Linked DNA regions of Sus scrofa: regions 1, 2 and 3 are each linked to region 4. Evidence: chromatin contacts called from public Hi-C, HiChIP or PLAC-seq and promoter capture Hi-C data. All regions are on one chromosome and are shown on one strand. The core of a region is the stretch at or near the end of the contact, and the rest is flanking DNA. Distances in the headings are between cores, read along the strand shown. Region 1 holds the start of PSMD10 (26S proteasome non-ATPase regulatory subunit 10). Region 2 holds the start of NLRP12L (NACHT, LRR and PYD domains-containing protein 12). Region 3 holds the start of RBM41 (RNA-binding protein 41). Region 4 holds the start of PRPS1 (ribose-phosphate pyrophosphokinase 1).

Region 1 (3,199 bases), core at 686-3,185, 470 kb before region 4:
CTGTACAGCACAGGGACGTATATCTAATCTCCTGGGATAGACCGTGATGGAAGATAATATATTTAAAAAAAAAGAATGTAGGCATTCCTGCTGTGGCACAGTGGGTTAAGAATCCAAGTGCAGTGGCTTGGGTCATTGCAGAGCTGCAGGTTCAATACCCAGCCCGACACAATAGGTTAAAGACCCAGAGTTGCCACAGCTGCCCAGCAGCTCAGAATCAACCCCTGGCCCAGGAACCTGCATATGCCACAGGCGCAGCCATTAAAAAAAAAAGAATGTAAAATGTATTTAAATAAAAAATAAGACTATAAGACTATGTTTGTGGAGTCACATTGATATTTGGCAGTACCTATCTATGTGAAAAGACACAAAGATAAAATGGCATAATAGATAAAATCTCATCACAGATCAGCATTAACAGATGCACATTTGAAACAATTTTGATGATAGGCAACACTGACTACTAGCCTCAAATAAACAAAATGTCATCCCTCCAAAAAAGAATTCCATTATTCTCATCAGTAGTCTCATATTACCAAAAAGTACTCAATTATTATTATATTTTGAATTTCATCAATAAACATTTGTTGAAATTTGTTTTCTCTCTTGTCATATAGGTACCTACAAATTATCCACAATTTTGCCTTTTGGTCCACAAAGTCTAAAATATTTATTATCTGGCTCTTTATAGAACCACATTCTACACCACAGCAGGGTAAATATAAACGTAAGCAGTCTCTTTCTTGAGTGCATTCTTTTTTTTTTTTTTTTTTTGTCTTTTTGTCTTTTCAGGGCCGCACCCACAGCATATGGAGGTCCCAGGAGGTCCCAGGCTAGGGGTCGAAACAGAGCTACAGCTGCCGGCCTACCCCACAGCCACAGCAACAGCAATGCCAGATTCGAGCCGCGTCTGCAGCCTCTACCACAGCTCAGGGCAACGTCGGATCCTTAACCCACTGAGCGATGCCAAGGATCGAACCTGCAACCTCATGGTTCCTAGTCGGATTCGTTTCCGCTGCGCCACGACAGGAACTCCGAGTGTATTCTTATTATTACCTGGTTTTGGCATGATGTCCTTCTGGATATGTCCTATAAAGGATAAGCCTTGCATCTCTTCTGCTATGGCACTATTTAGGATTTCTATAAATAGAAACACTATTAGTTTAATAGTTCTAGTAAAGCCTCAGTGTCATCTTCACTATCATGATATTAAAGAGCCAACACCATACCACAGTGTCAAGATGACCCTCATCAAGTTGTGATGTCACCAGGCCATGAACTCACCGAGATCTCTCAGATATCAAGTGGCTCCTATGGCATCACACCCTGCCTTTGGCATCACCCTGGCACATCACCTTACTACGGTGTCATATGCTCTCACTACTGTTACTGAATTTTGCCCTAATGCCACTCCGCCGAGATGTCAGAATAACTGACCCCTAATTAATTCCATTCCTTTGGCGGTGGCAGCAGCGAGGGGTAAGGTGGCCACAGGCACCGGTTCGAGTTCTGAAGGTAGTGTTCAGTTACTACCGTTTTCCCTTCCGCTTACCACTGCAAGTCAGGGCCCCCGAGGGACAGGACTTTTAGGCTCCCATAACCCTCTCACCGTGATTCCGCACCCATTTGGCGTCACCGACTCAATGCCTCAACTGCGACCACCCACCCCAGTTCCACAAGAAGCCGCTCCCCGTACCTGACTCCATTCTCCAGCTGTCATCCTGGGCCAATTCCACCGGCCACTTGACTACGGCGGCCGCAAGGGACCCTGGGACTCGTAGTTCCGCGGTGCTAGGGGCCGAGTTGGAGAGAGCGGGAAAGGCGCCTCCCCTCCCGGAACTGCGCTCGAACTTCAACTCCCAGAGGCGCCCTGCTATGGGAAAAGAAGCAAAGGAACGAGGGAGATCGGTGATTGGTGGATTCTACTGGCTTTTTTGATTGGCAGTGGGAGCCGGCGACGTGAGGCGGTCTTTGGTCTGGCTTCACCGAGATCCTGGGAAAGCGAAATGGAGGGGTGTGTGTCTAACCTAATGGTCTGCAACCTGGCCTACAGCGGAAAGCTGGAAGAGTTGAAGGAGAGGATCCTGGCCGATAAATCCCTTGCCACTAGGACTGACCAGGTAAAACAGCGCTGGGGCCTCTCCGCAGGCGGCGGCGGTGGCTGCGGAGCCCAACGTGGCCGCGGAGCCCAACGTGGCTGCCCGGCCCAGCCCAGCCCAGCCCATCCCATCCCAGGGGGAGGCCGGTTCCGAGAAGGCTAGATCCCCTCCCCCGCCGCCCCATCCTTACCCCAGGGTCATCTCAGGCCTTGAGATCAGGCGGCCGGAGCTAGCCCTGCAGACCGTCACTGTTTTTCTGTTTGTTTGCGGGTTTTTTTTTCCCCCCAGTACTTAGCTTGCTGCATATTGGATATTTCTAGAACGTTTAGCGCGTTTCTCAAAAATGCCCCATCTTTGAGTTATCCGTGAGAAGGAAAGTTTTTGGTGTTTTGAAACGTGTTTCCTTGCATTCATTGGTGATTTTACTCAATGGAACACTTGTAACTGAACTCCTCTTCTGTGCCTGGCAGTTTGCTGGGAGCTGGGGATACAGTCGAATGGAAGGGGCAGACGTTAATAAAATAATCCCCAATCATATCCAATCATAGATAGTGGTAAATACCCGGGAGGGAAGTTGACGTGGTGCTTTCAGAAGCACCTGTCATAGAAGGACCTGATTTAATCTCGATTAGAAAAGCCAAATGTTGTCGTAACTGAAAAGGCTTTGCAAAGGAGGGAAGGTTGGTTTTATTTTGGAAGGATGAGTGAGATTTCCCCGCGGATGAACGGACATTCTAGGCAGAGGTGGAACGGGAGTGGACCTTGGGAAGTGTTTGTTTCTGCCCACCTGCTTAAAGGACCCACATACTTCAAGATTCACGGTGCCCTCAGCAAACCAACAAATATTTATAGATTGCCTCCTATAGGACAGGTATCGTGCTAAGCACGTACTTACAAATCTCCATTTTGTGTCTTTGGAAAGAGAGTTAGAAATCAGAAGACTTTTTTCTGGAACTTTCCTTTATTGCTCAACCTGAAAATGCCTTTGCCTAGTTTACCATCGTTTTGGTCTGGTAATATTTAATACTTTCGATTTAATTTAACAATATTAAGTTAAGATTTAATAATATTTCTAACCATTCTTCATCAAATGAATGGCA
Region 2 (3,176 bases), core at 100-2,599, 330 kb before region 4:
GAAATTGCTTCACATCCCAGTTAGTTAACGGTAAAGAGGGGATCAGAACCCCAATCCACTGCTCTCCTAGTCACTTACCCAACCGGGGGTAAGTGTCGCACCCCCCACACTAGGGCTGTGGAGACCCTAGGGTGGTGGGTGAGGGGATTAGGCGCCTCTAAGCCCCGCGCTCCGACTTCAGCCAGGGCAGCGAGCTGACCAGCACGTCTGAGGCCAGTGCCCAGATCTGGGCTGACCAGCGGGCAGCTCAGGGGGGCCTGGCGGCGAGGCCCCTTCCCCATCGCCGCGGGCTGGCTGGAACGACCCAGTTGGTAGAAATTGCCCTCCTTTGAAGGCGCCACGTCCCAGAGGTCAGAGGACCCGGCCTCGAAGCCACTCCAAGCCCAGAAGGGGCCCACAGAGAGAGGAGGCAACGGCTCCGTCACCTGTTCCGTCCCCCTGTCGCAGAGTCACCAGACCCAGGGGCGACTACCAAAGTCACCCATCTGGCTCTTCTCCCGTCTTTCAGCTCTAGCCTGGGGTCTACGGATGGTCGTCCGGGGGCCTGGGAACCACCATGTGTTTTGGTTTGGTTTTTTTGTTTTGAGGAGACGGTCAATAGCTTTCCTCAGATTTTCAAACGGATCCACCCTCTCCCCCGTCTCAAAAAATAAGCTGACTCGAAGCTGTCAGCCGCAGCTCCGCTGACATCGTTACCTCAGTCCCCGCGCGCTCGCGGTCTCAGCCCCCACCCCCCGGCGGCCCTCAGCATTGCCTTCCGCTCTCCCCTCCCCCCACGCACGCCTACACGCACGCACCCCCCACGCACGGCCCCCCCACGCACGCGCCGCACGCACGCGGGTCCCCCCACCCCGCGCCCCTCGGCGCACTCGCGCGTTCCCCGCGTCCTGCGTGCTCACCTCGTTCCCCCTCTGCACACGCGCCTCCTCGGGAGCTCCGCCCCCTCCCCTTTCCTGGGTGGACCCCGCCTCCCTGCCCCCGAGCTGCCCGGGCAGCACGGTCCTTCCCCGGTACGCCGATCTCACCCTGTCCGGACTGGGCCATCGCCTCCCTCCTCACATCCCAGGAGACACCGGGCGGGGTGTGGCACCTCCCACGCTTGGCCACCTCGGCCTTTGGACGACAGTGAAGCTGGAGGGAAACTCCCTCGATTTCCTGTCCCTCCTAACACAGTGGGCGGTGGGGGGTGGGGGGTGCGGGGTGGGGAGAGTGCGGAGGCGATGAGAGGTTCTTGTCCTCACTGGGGAAAGCGCTCACCTGATTCCCAAAGCCCGTTTGCCCTTCCTCTCCTTTCTGTCAGAGGTAAGGGAGAGCCAAGGTCTTTGGGGCGGGGAAGGGGAAATGACTCAGAGAGGAGGCGGCTCAGAGGGAGGGGCCGGCCTGGAAAGGGGGGGTATTGGGGAGCTGGAGGGAAAGGGGAGGAAAAAAGATGAGGGGTAAACCGCGGCGGGGGTGATTTTGAAGGTGTCTAACCCGGTCCTGCGAATCCTGCCCGGTCATCCCCCGGAATCCAGGAGCCACTAGGCTGGGTCTTTTTCCTGGATGCCGGCCCTAAACTCGTTTAGCTCTGCCAAAGTTATCCATCCCGAGCCCAAACCCTTGTTAGTGGCTTCCAGGCACCACCACGGAACCTGCTGGTCTGGGCAAGGGCACAGGGATTAACTATTCCTGTTCTTTGGAGCCGATACTAGTCTTTACCTCCTAGCGTTGCTGGGAGAATTAAATTAGTTACTACATTTCAAGTGTTTAGAATAGTGTCAGGGACACTGTAGGCAATCAATTGGTGATAGCTTCTGTTATTATGTGACTGTCCTCACCTCTAGACTGTGAGTGTTATGAGGGCAGAGACTGTATTTTATTCATCACTGAATTCCAGCGCATGACACAAGGAAGTTGTCAATAAATTATTTGCTGAATGAATGAATAAATGTGTGATTGAATGAATAAATGAGTGATCAAATGAAAACTTGGACTAGTGGCGATGCCAACCCTCTCCTCTGCCCCATAAGGGGTGCATTAGTGGAAGTTTGAGGAAGAAGGGCTATGATTGGGAAAGGTGGCACATTGGACCCTTGTTGGTTGCTATATCAAGTGACCTGCTCTGCCCTTGGAAAATGGAATGTCTTTGTCAGTTTCCCACATGGCCATATGGAAGACATCAGACAGCTGACCTAAAATTTAAAACTGATCAGTGGCTAGCTAGAGCAGTATTTGCATCTTAGTAAAGAAGGAAGGAGGAGAGGGCTAAAAAGTAAGTGGCAAATGGAAGTGGGGGAGATTGGCAGGGGAGCCCTGAATGAAACTCAGTGTGTATGGAGGAGTACAGTCAGCCCCAAAGGGCATCTAGTGGAGATCGCTAAGTGACAGTCATGTTATCCACTTCTCTGTTTTAGTCGTAAGGTTCCTGATGATCTGCCCTCCTGTCACATTCTTAGAGTAGGTATGTAGATTTGGCTCCTACCACCACATTCACTAAACTTGCCCTTACGGAAAAAATTAATACTGTTAGAGCTAGAAGGGACCTTAGACATTACTCCTACATTTCACTTCGTAGTTGAAAAACTAAGAACCAGAGATAGATAGCAAAGGATTTGGGCTTTGGGGATTCTCTGGCCTTGGTACTGAATCTTGCAGGGCCTGAATTTGTTGTGTGTCCCATTATCCCCTTAATCCCTGTCCCATCCCTTCCCAGAACCTGGAGAGACTGAAAGGACACCACTAGAAGGTCAGCAGAAAGGAGGGAGAGAGGAAGACTCTAACTTCACTTCCTTTTGTTCCTCTCCAGGGAAGGTACCTGGGCCATCAGCTGCTGTAAAACAGCACCACTATGGTACTCTGGAAACTTTATGCTCTCCACATAAACTCCGCAGGCAAAGGCTTGAACCACAGCTCATCTGAGTCTTGGCAAAACACCTGTGATCCTCCCAAAAGACAAGAAGGTGGGAGGTTTCCAAGAAACTGCTTCAAGGTCATCTCCCACTCACCTCTTTCTCTTCTCCCCTGGGAGACTGTAAAGAAACAGTTTTTCATTGCCTCCCACCTGCTGAGGTTTTTTTTTGTTTTTTTTGTTTTTTTTTTTTTGCTTTTTAGGGCCACACCTGCAGCATAGGGAGGTTCCCGGGCCAGAGGTCGAATCGGAGCTGTAGCCGCCAGCCTCCGCCACAACCACAGCAATG
Region 3 (3,148 bases), core at 626-3,125, 500 kb after region 4:
GTTTAGAGTACTTCCTTATGACCTTGCTTTTTAGTTGTAATTCTACCCCATATATGTATTTTTAGCCATTCATTCTCCACTCATCCCACCTAGTGGATTTGTAATGTAGTGTGTATCACCTCAGTACCAATAAGATGTATTTTTAGAAGTTGTATACAAGTCTGGTGTGGGGGTCAGTGTAGTATTTGTTTCACCCTTTGACACCTTCCCAGGGGACAGGCACACCAGCAACCTTGCTGTATTTTTCCATTTCCTTGTTGACCAATGTGTCAATTGGACAGTTTGGTTGAGCAGCAGAATCCAGCCCCACCACCATATAGGATTTACCTGGTATGACCCACACTTTGTTTTTGCTTACATTCGTCCCTGTTCTGCACCAAAGCCACAAAGTGGTACGTATTAGAGCTGCATCCATTCATCTGTGTGCTTCAAGAGCAGTTATTTTCATATGACAGGTTTTGAAAAACTAATATTTTCCATGACATTCTCGTCTGTTAGAAATTCTCGGCATAGGAAGTACAATGTCTTCCAGCAGCTGCTCTTTGGTCTTATCCTCTTAATTTGTGTGCTGTAGTACAGTCAGTTTTAATAAAGCTAAACCTACTGGATAAACTTGGAATATTTGCTCATAGATGACCACCCTTCAAAGTGATTTTAAAACCATTCTTTTGTGTGGTGCTTTATAAGCACCCTATTCTGAGGAATTATCCCCATTTTACAGTTGAAGAAACTGGCCTAGACCAGTTAAAGAAACTTAATGACATAATCTTGTAACTTGCCAAAGCTAAAGTTCAAGTCCAGATTGCCTACGGTTATTGTCAATAATTGTGGGAACTGAGAATCCAAGCTGTGACCCCCTCAAACCCATGATCTTTTTCTTCTTTGGCTCTTCGTGATATAACAAAGGTTCTCTTTAACAAAATATTAATTAGGTAATATAATCATGTAGTTCAAATTTCAAAGGATACTAGAAGATAGAGTGAAAAGTTTTTCCCATTCTTACCCCTCACCATCCAGTTCCTCTACCTGGAGTCATTTACTTACCACTTGTCAATATGTTTTCCAAGAGATATTGTATATATAAGCAAACACATGAATAAATTCCGTTTTTTTTTGTCTTTTGTCTTTTTTAAGGGCGCACTCGTGGCATATGGAGGTTCCGAGGCTAGGGGTCGAATTGGATCTGTAGCTGCCGGCCTATGCCAGAGCATCAGCAATGCCAGATCCGAGCTGCATCTGTGATCTACACTACAGCTCATGGCAATGCCAGATCCTTAACCCACTGAGTGAGGCCAGGGATCCAACCTGCAACCTCATGGTTCCTAGTCGGATTCGTTTCCACTGTGCCACTACGGGAACGTCCATAAATTCCTTTTTAAAAAAACTCAAATGGAAGCATCCTATATGCATTGTTCTGTACTTGGTTTTTGCACTAAATACATTTTAGAGATTGTGCAGTAGCAGTCCATGGAGAACTTTGTCATCTGTGGGACTGCTGCGTAGTTTTCTGTTCAATGGATGTATAATATTCCTGGTTATTTAAGTTTGCAATATTCTATTAGAAACAATGTTGTTGTGACTAATTTGGCGCGCGCACACAGCCACAGTCACATACCCACACCTTGAAAGCAGAGGCAAGATTAATAGGAACACATTCGAGGGAAGTTAGAGGGGCCAGGATTTGGTGATACTGGATGAGAATCAAGAAGTCAAAGGCGACTCCTAGATTTATAAGCTGGATATTTTGGTTGTTGCATTTATCCTACATGAGAAATTCTAGAATACACCAGTTGCTCAATGCTCAATACATCCTCATTCGCTTATTAGCGCTGCAGACTACAATTCCCAGAGTCCCGCGCTCCACCACAATCCCCTTGGAGTCGGCCGCGCAGATTTCTGGGACTTGAAGTCCGCGGCCTATTTACCCAAGTTAGAGCTAGGGGCCTGTGGAAACATGAAGAGGTAAGGGCTTGTCTGAGAGCTGGAGGTGAAGGGCGCTCTGTTCTACCTTTTAACTTTTCAAATGGCTTTGTTACTTTGGGTTTGGGGTATGTCACATTATGGGGAAGGGGTTTCGAGTGAGCGGGAAGACAAAGGAGGAGGGAAAAGGGGAGATGGGCTGGACGGGCCTGTGGGGCGAAGTTCAGGAAGGGCCGCCGCTGCCTCCGGTCCCCGTAGGGATGCCCTCCCGGTACAGGAGCCTAGGCCACGGCGCCGGCCCCGGGAGCTGGACAGATGCTGTGGCTTCTTCCCGTTTCAGAGGGACCCACCGAGGTAAAAGGGTCTTGCCTGACTGATGAAACTGGTCAGCGCCTGAGAAACATGGGCCGACCCCTCCCTGTCCCGCCCTACCTCCACCCCATCCTCAGAGAGGGGCTCAGGGCGCATTTGTTTGCAGTGTTTGTGTGTTAAAGAGAACTTGCTCGGGCTCGGAGAGCATGTAGCGCTTTCAGATCTTAAAGTAAGCAAGTGGTACTTTGTTTCTACAAATTTAGAAGCAAAGTATCAAACCCGTTCCATGTACTATCGGAAAAGAAAAGCATTGTTGCGAGCAGTTCCCCCTACCGGTTCTGCAGGAAATGGCAGCTTTAACGTGGCTGGTCATTGTTGAAAGCCTGAGCTTACTATTGACCTACACAAAGCCTTTTTAAAGGATCCTCCTTAAATTAGTTTTGTATTCACTCTGCAAGTAGAATAATCACTCTGGAGTAGGGTGGTACATTTAAATTCTTACCGGTATAGTGATTTCCTGCACTGTCAGTTTCAGCATCTTTTTAAAAAAATTCTGATTATCCTTGCATTTCAAAATGACGTTTTTAAACGTTTATGATATACTCATACATGCAAAATAATGTGTATATACAGGTTGTTAAATAAGAATAGGCTTGTACCCGTTAAAAGCTTTAGAAATAGAACATTATCAGTATCATGTATCATAGATACTGTGTCAACTGATACAGCAGTATGATTGATACAGTATCCTTGGCACACTGTCAGTATCAGGAGTCCCCAGGGTGCCTGCCCCTGAGTGTTTTTCTTCCCTCACTGAGGAGAATCGCTATCTAGTATTTCGTGTTAATTATCTCCTTGCTTTTTTCTTTTTAAATAGATTTACTACATATGAATTTATATCTGAACAAAATGCTGC
Region 4 (3,042 bases), core at 461-2,960:
GCATCCAGCAGGAAGCTGTCCACTACAGATGAATGCTTTTATCTGCAGGGTCTAAAAAGGATGGGGGGAGCTACAATTTGGTAATGAGTTTAAAGAAAGAAAAAAGGAAACAAAAGCATAGAGGGAAAAATGTTCAAAGCAATCTTCACTAATTTAACTGATCATTGGGTCTGGGGTGAACTTCCCCCTTAACAGATGACTGGCTGAATCTATAAGACAGTGGGCACTGCTCTGATTCGATCAATGGGGTAACAACAAAACACAAAACACCTATCAGAACCAGAAGATGCTCTGGTTAGAGGGAAAGAGTATAAAGGATCAGGTGACCAAGTTATCTTATAAGAGGGCCCCAAGATGGGGGAGCAGGGTGGAACTCGGAGGGAGCAAATTTAATTAGCAATGAAAAAAATTCATTGCAATGCACTATGCCTTCCTGGCCTTCCTCTCCATCTTTCCTTGATTATCTTAATAACATTCAGGGATAAAACTGTTTCCTAAATTCCCCACACAGCGTCAAAAGAAGTGGGCAAGTTCAGGATAGCCTCTGGTACTGAAAATAGGCTTCTGCATTGTCTGTATCAATAGCTACACTTGGAAAAGTCGAGGATTTCAGAATTAAGGTTCCCTAAGATTTTCTGGATCGCTCCAACTGAGATGCTGGCAATCAGGATGCAGTTAATGCATCATTTTATCCGTTCGACTAGATTTGAGTTAAGTATGGCTCCGATTCTAAAGATGTGAAGAGCCAACGCCTGCCAATCTGAGGGAAGTCCTTGGTAGTAATTTTGGCGCCCTCAGTACACAATATCAATCTCCCTCAACACAAAATCCGACCGACACCGTTTCGAATTGAAAAGCTGCTTCTTAGACTCTAGGAGAAAGCCTAGGAGGACTCAGTACGCAGTAGGATCTCCCATGCAAGCCGGCCTAAGCTCTGAAGAGAACCCAGTCCGGTCTGGATGGCTCAACAGCGAAGCGACAAAGCCACGTGTCCCCACTGCCGAGCCTAGACGTGTTTCCCCTCTCGTCGCTCTAGGGCAGCCTCCATCCCCGCGTTGGGTCCTCCAGCCCCTGCCGTCTAAACCCAGCAGCTTCGCCTCCTGCTCCATCTTGACTCCACCCCACCGCACGGTGAGAACTAGCGTGACCCTCCCGCGAGAGGTAAAATAACGGAAACAGCCCGTGGGGCACGCTCGCTACCGATCTGCCCCTTCCCCCCCACCACCTCGGCCCTGCGGAACTCACGCGGTGGCCCCATCCCCCTACCCTCTGCTGCCCAAGTGTGACCCTGTCCGCCCCGGCAGGTGAGGCCGGTCGGGTCCCAACTTCATCCTCACCAAGTCTCCTGGTTGCTGAATTTCTTAGTCACCACCTTGCCCAGTTCCAGGCCGAGGCGGTCGGCAATTTTCTGGGATAGGTCCTGGTGGGAGCTGCCGCTGAAGATTTTGATATTCGGCATCTTGGCCAACTACCCTAGGCTCTCTTTGTTGAGCGATCCCTGCTGCTGCCGCCTAGATCCGAATTGAGTCGGCCCGGAGACTCAGTACTAAGCACTTCGCGTCGCTACTCCGCCATCTTACATTCCCGCCCGGCGCGCGACTCTAAATTGCCCGGAGCCGGGGAGGCGGGGTCAGCAGGGAAGTTTACACCCCGCCCACCCCGATTAGCTGAGCGCGAGCGAGGGGGCGGATCCTTGCCGTAGTTCCGCCTGCCTCCGGCTGTCTCAGGTACTGACTGGAAGCCAATGAAGGGGGCGAGGCTAAGGAATAGCCCCGCCCCCTGTAGCAATTCTGTCAATTCCGAAGAGAGCCGAGACACCCGCGCTTGGCTGGGGGTGGAGGGATGCTGGTGACGCATAAGGCCAGACTTCTCCCGCAAGCGGGAAATCAGCCACGCTTTTTTTTTTTTTTTTTTTAATTTTTCTTTCAGCACATGAAAGTAAGTTTGGCTTTGGTTTACAGTTTCTCTTAAGAATATCTATTTATTAGGAGGGCAGCCCCGGTTCGTTAGAATGAAGGAAAGATTTCTGAACATGAGTTTGCATGTTTCTGAACGTGATTTTTATCTTTTTGTGAGGAAGAGGCTGAATTAAAGCACGTTTGCATCACTGACAGACGCCCATAGCACAGGCTCATCCAAAGGGCAAACAAGCAATTTCAGTGTCGCCTTTGCCTGGAAGACAAATACCAAGGGGAAAGTGACTGTGAATCATCCAGAGGCACTGCAAGAGATGGATGCATTTTGTTTTTAGCATTGGGACCAAGCATGTTCAGACAAGCAGAGGAGTAGAAAATTATGAATTTTTCGAAACGTCTGAACAATAAAGGTCTGACTTACCTGACCCAGGGAAAGGAGAGAAAATATGCTTACAGGACTTCAGATAAAGAGCCTCGAAGGAATCAGAAAACCTGTTTTTTGGTCCTGCCCCATTATCCTCGGCATCATATTCTATGTGTTGCTAATGTGTCCTTTTACACCACTGTTTTATTATTTTTACTTATTTTTTTAGAGCTGCACTGTGGCACATGGAGGTTCCCAGGCTAGGGGTCGAATCGGGGCTGTAGCTGCTAACCTACACCACAGCCACAGCAAATCTGATCCCATTCGCGTCTGCCACCTACACCAGAGCTAGGAGCAACGTTCCATCCTTAACCCACTGAGTGAGGCCAGGGACTGAACCCACATCCTCATGGATACTAGTCTGGTTTGTTACTGCTGAGTCACGACGGGAACTCCTGTTTTATTATTTTTATAATGGTATCTGCTCATTAGACCAAAGAGGGCCTTTATTCTCCCACCACATTTTCATTAAACATACCAAATCATGGGTTAGAAGAGAAAAATCATACAATTTTAGAATCATACAATTTTAGTTATGAGTGCCATAATGCTCCTAACTACAAGCTGTAAAAATAGAAGGGACTTCAGAAAGCATCTAGTCTACTAGCTTTATTTTACATACGGTGAAACTGAGACCAGAGATGGGAAGGAATTTGTCCAAGTGGCAAAGGCAGAAAAAACATGTAAAACATCATCCCAGCT

What was found. Promoter capture Hi-C pulls out the DNA fragments that hold promoters and counts their contacts. A called contact is a pair of places that touch in the nucleus more often than the background predicts. HiChIP or PLAC-seq counts read pairs in DNA pulled down with a chosen protein or histone mark.
Region 1: a contact with region 4 is called in a Hi-C map of liver, with 4 times the contacts expected there. The contact joins the promoter of PSMD10 here to the promoter of PRPS1 in region 4. A contact is called at or near these places in 3 of 47 Hi-C or Micro-C datasets (heart right ventricle, liver and skeletal muscle) and 1 of 2 datasets of contacts at active chromatin or transcription factors (alveolar macrophages).
Region 2: an H3K27ac HiChIP or PLAC-seq map of alveolar macrophages shows a contact between it and region 4. The contact joins the promoter of NLRP12L here to the promoter of PRPS1 in region 4. A contact is called at or near these places in 1 of 5 promoter capture datasets (liver), 1 of 47 Hi-C or Micro-C datasets (heart right ventricle) and 1 of 2 datasets of contacts at active chromatin or transcription factors (alveolar macrophages).
Region 3: a contact with region 4 is called in a promoter capture Hi-C map of liver, with 9 times the contacts expected there. The contact joins the promoter of RBM41 here to the promoter of PRPS1 in region 4. A contact is called at or near these places in 1 of 5 promoter capture datasets (liver) and 1 of 47 Hi-C or Micro-C datasets (embryonic fibroblasts).

Annotation. Positions count from the first base shown.
Region 1 is chrX:88,547,329-88,550,527 of Sscrofa11.1, reverse strand. PSMD10 (26S proteasome non-ATPase regulatory subunit 10) reads left to right here and starts at 1,935. Exons shown (of 5, transcript XM_001926907.5): 1 at 1,935-2,120. The coding sequence starts at 2,007. It overlaps ATG4A (cysteine protease ATG4A), which reads right to left. Exons shown (of 14, transcript XM_021079700.1): 2 at 1,697-1,873.
Region 2 is chrX:88,401,648-88,404,823 of Sscrofa11.1, reverse strand. NLRP12L (NACHT, LRR and PYD domains-containing protein 12) reads right to left here and starts at 1,349. Exons shown (of 14, transcript XM_021079745.1): 1 at 1,258-1,349.
Region 3 is chrX:87,573,845-87,576,992 of Sscrofa11.1, reverse strand. It overlaps RBM41 (RNA-binding protein 41), which reads left to right and starts at 1,875. Exons shown (of 8, transcript XM_013983724.2): 1 at 1,875-1,962. The coding sequence starts at 1,955.
Region 4 is chrX:88,073,529-88,076,570 of Sscrofa11.1, reverse strand. It overlaps PRPS1 (ribose-phosphate pyrophosphokinase 1), which reads right to left and starts at 1,710. Exons shown (of 7, transcript XM_003135301.4): 1 at 1,338-1,710. The coding sequence starts at 1,459.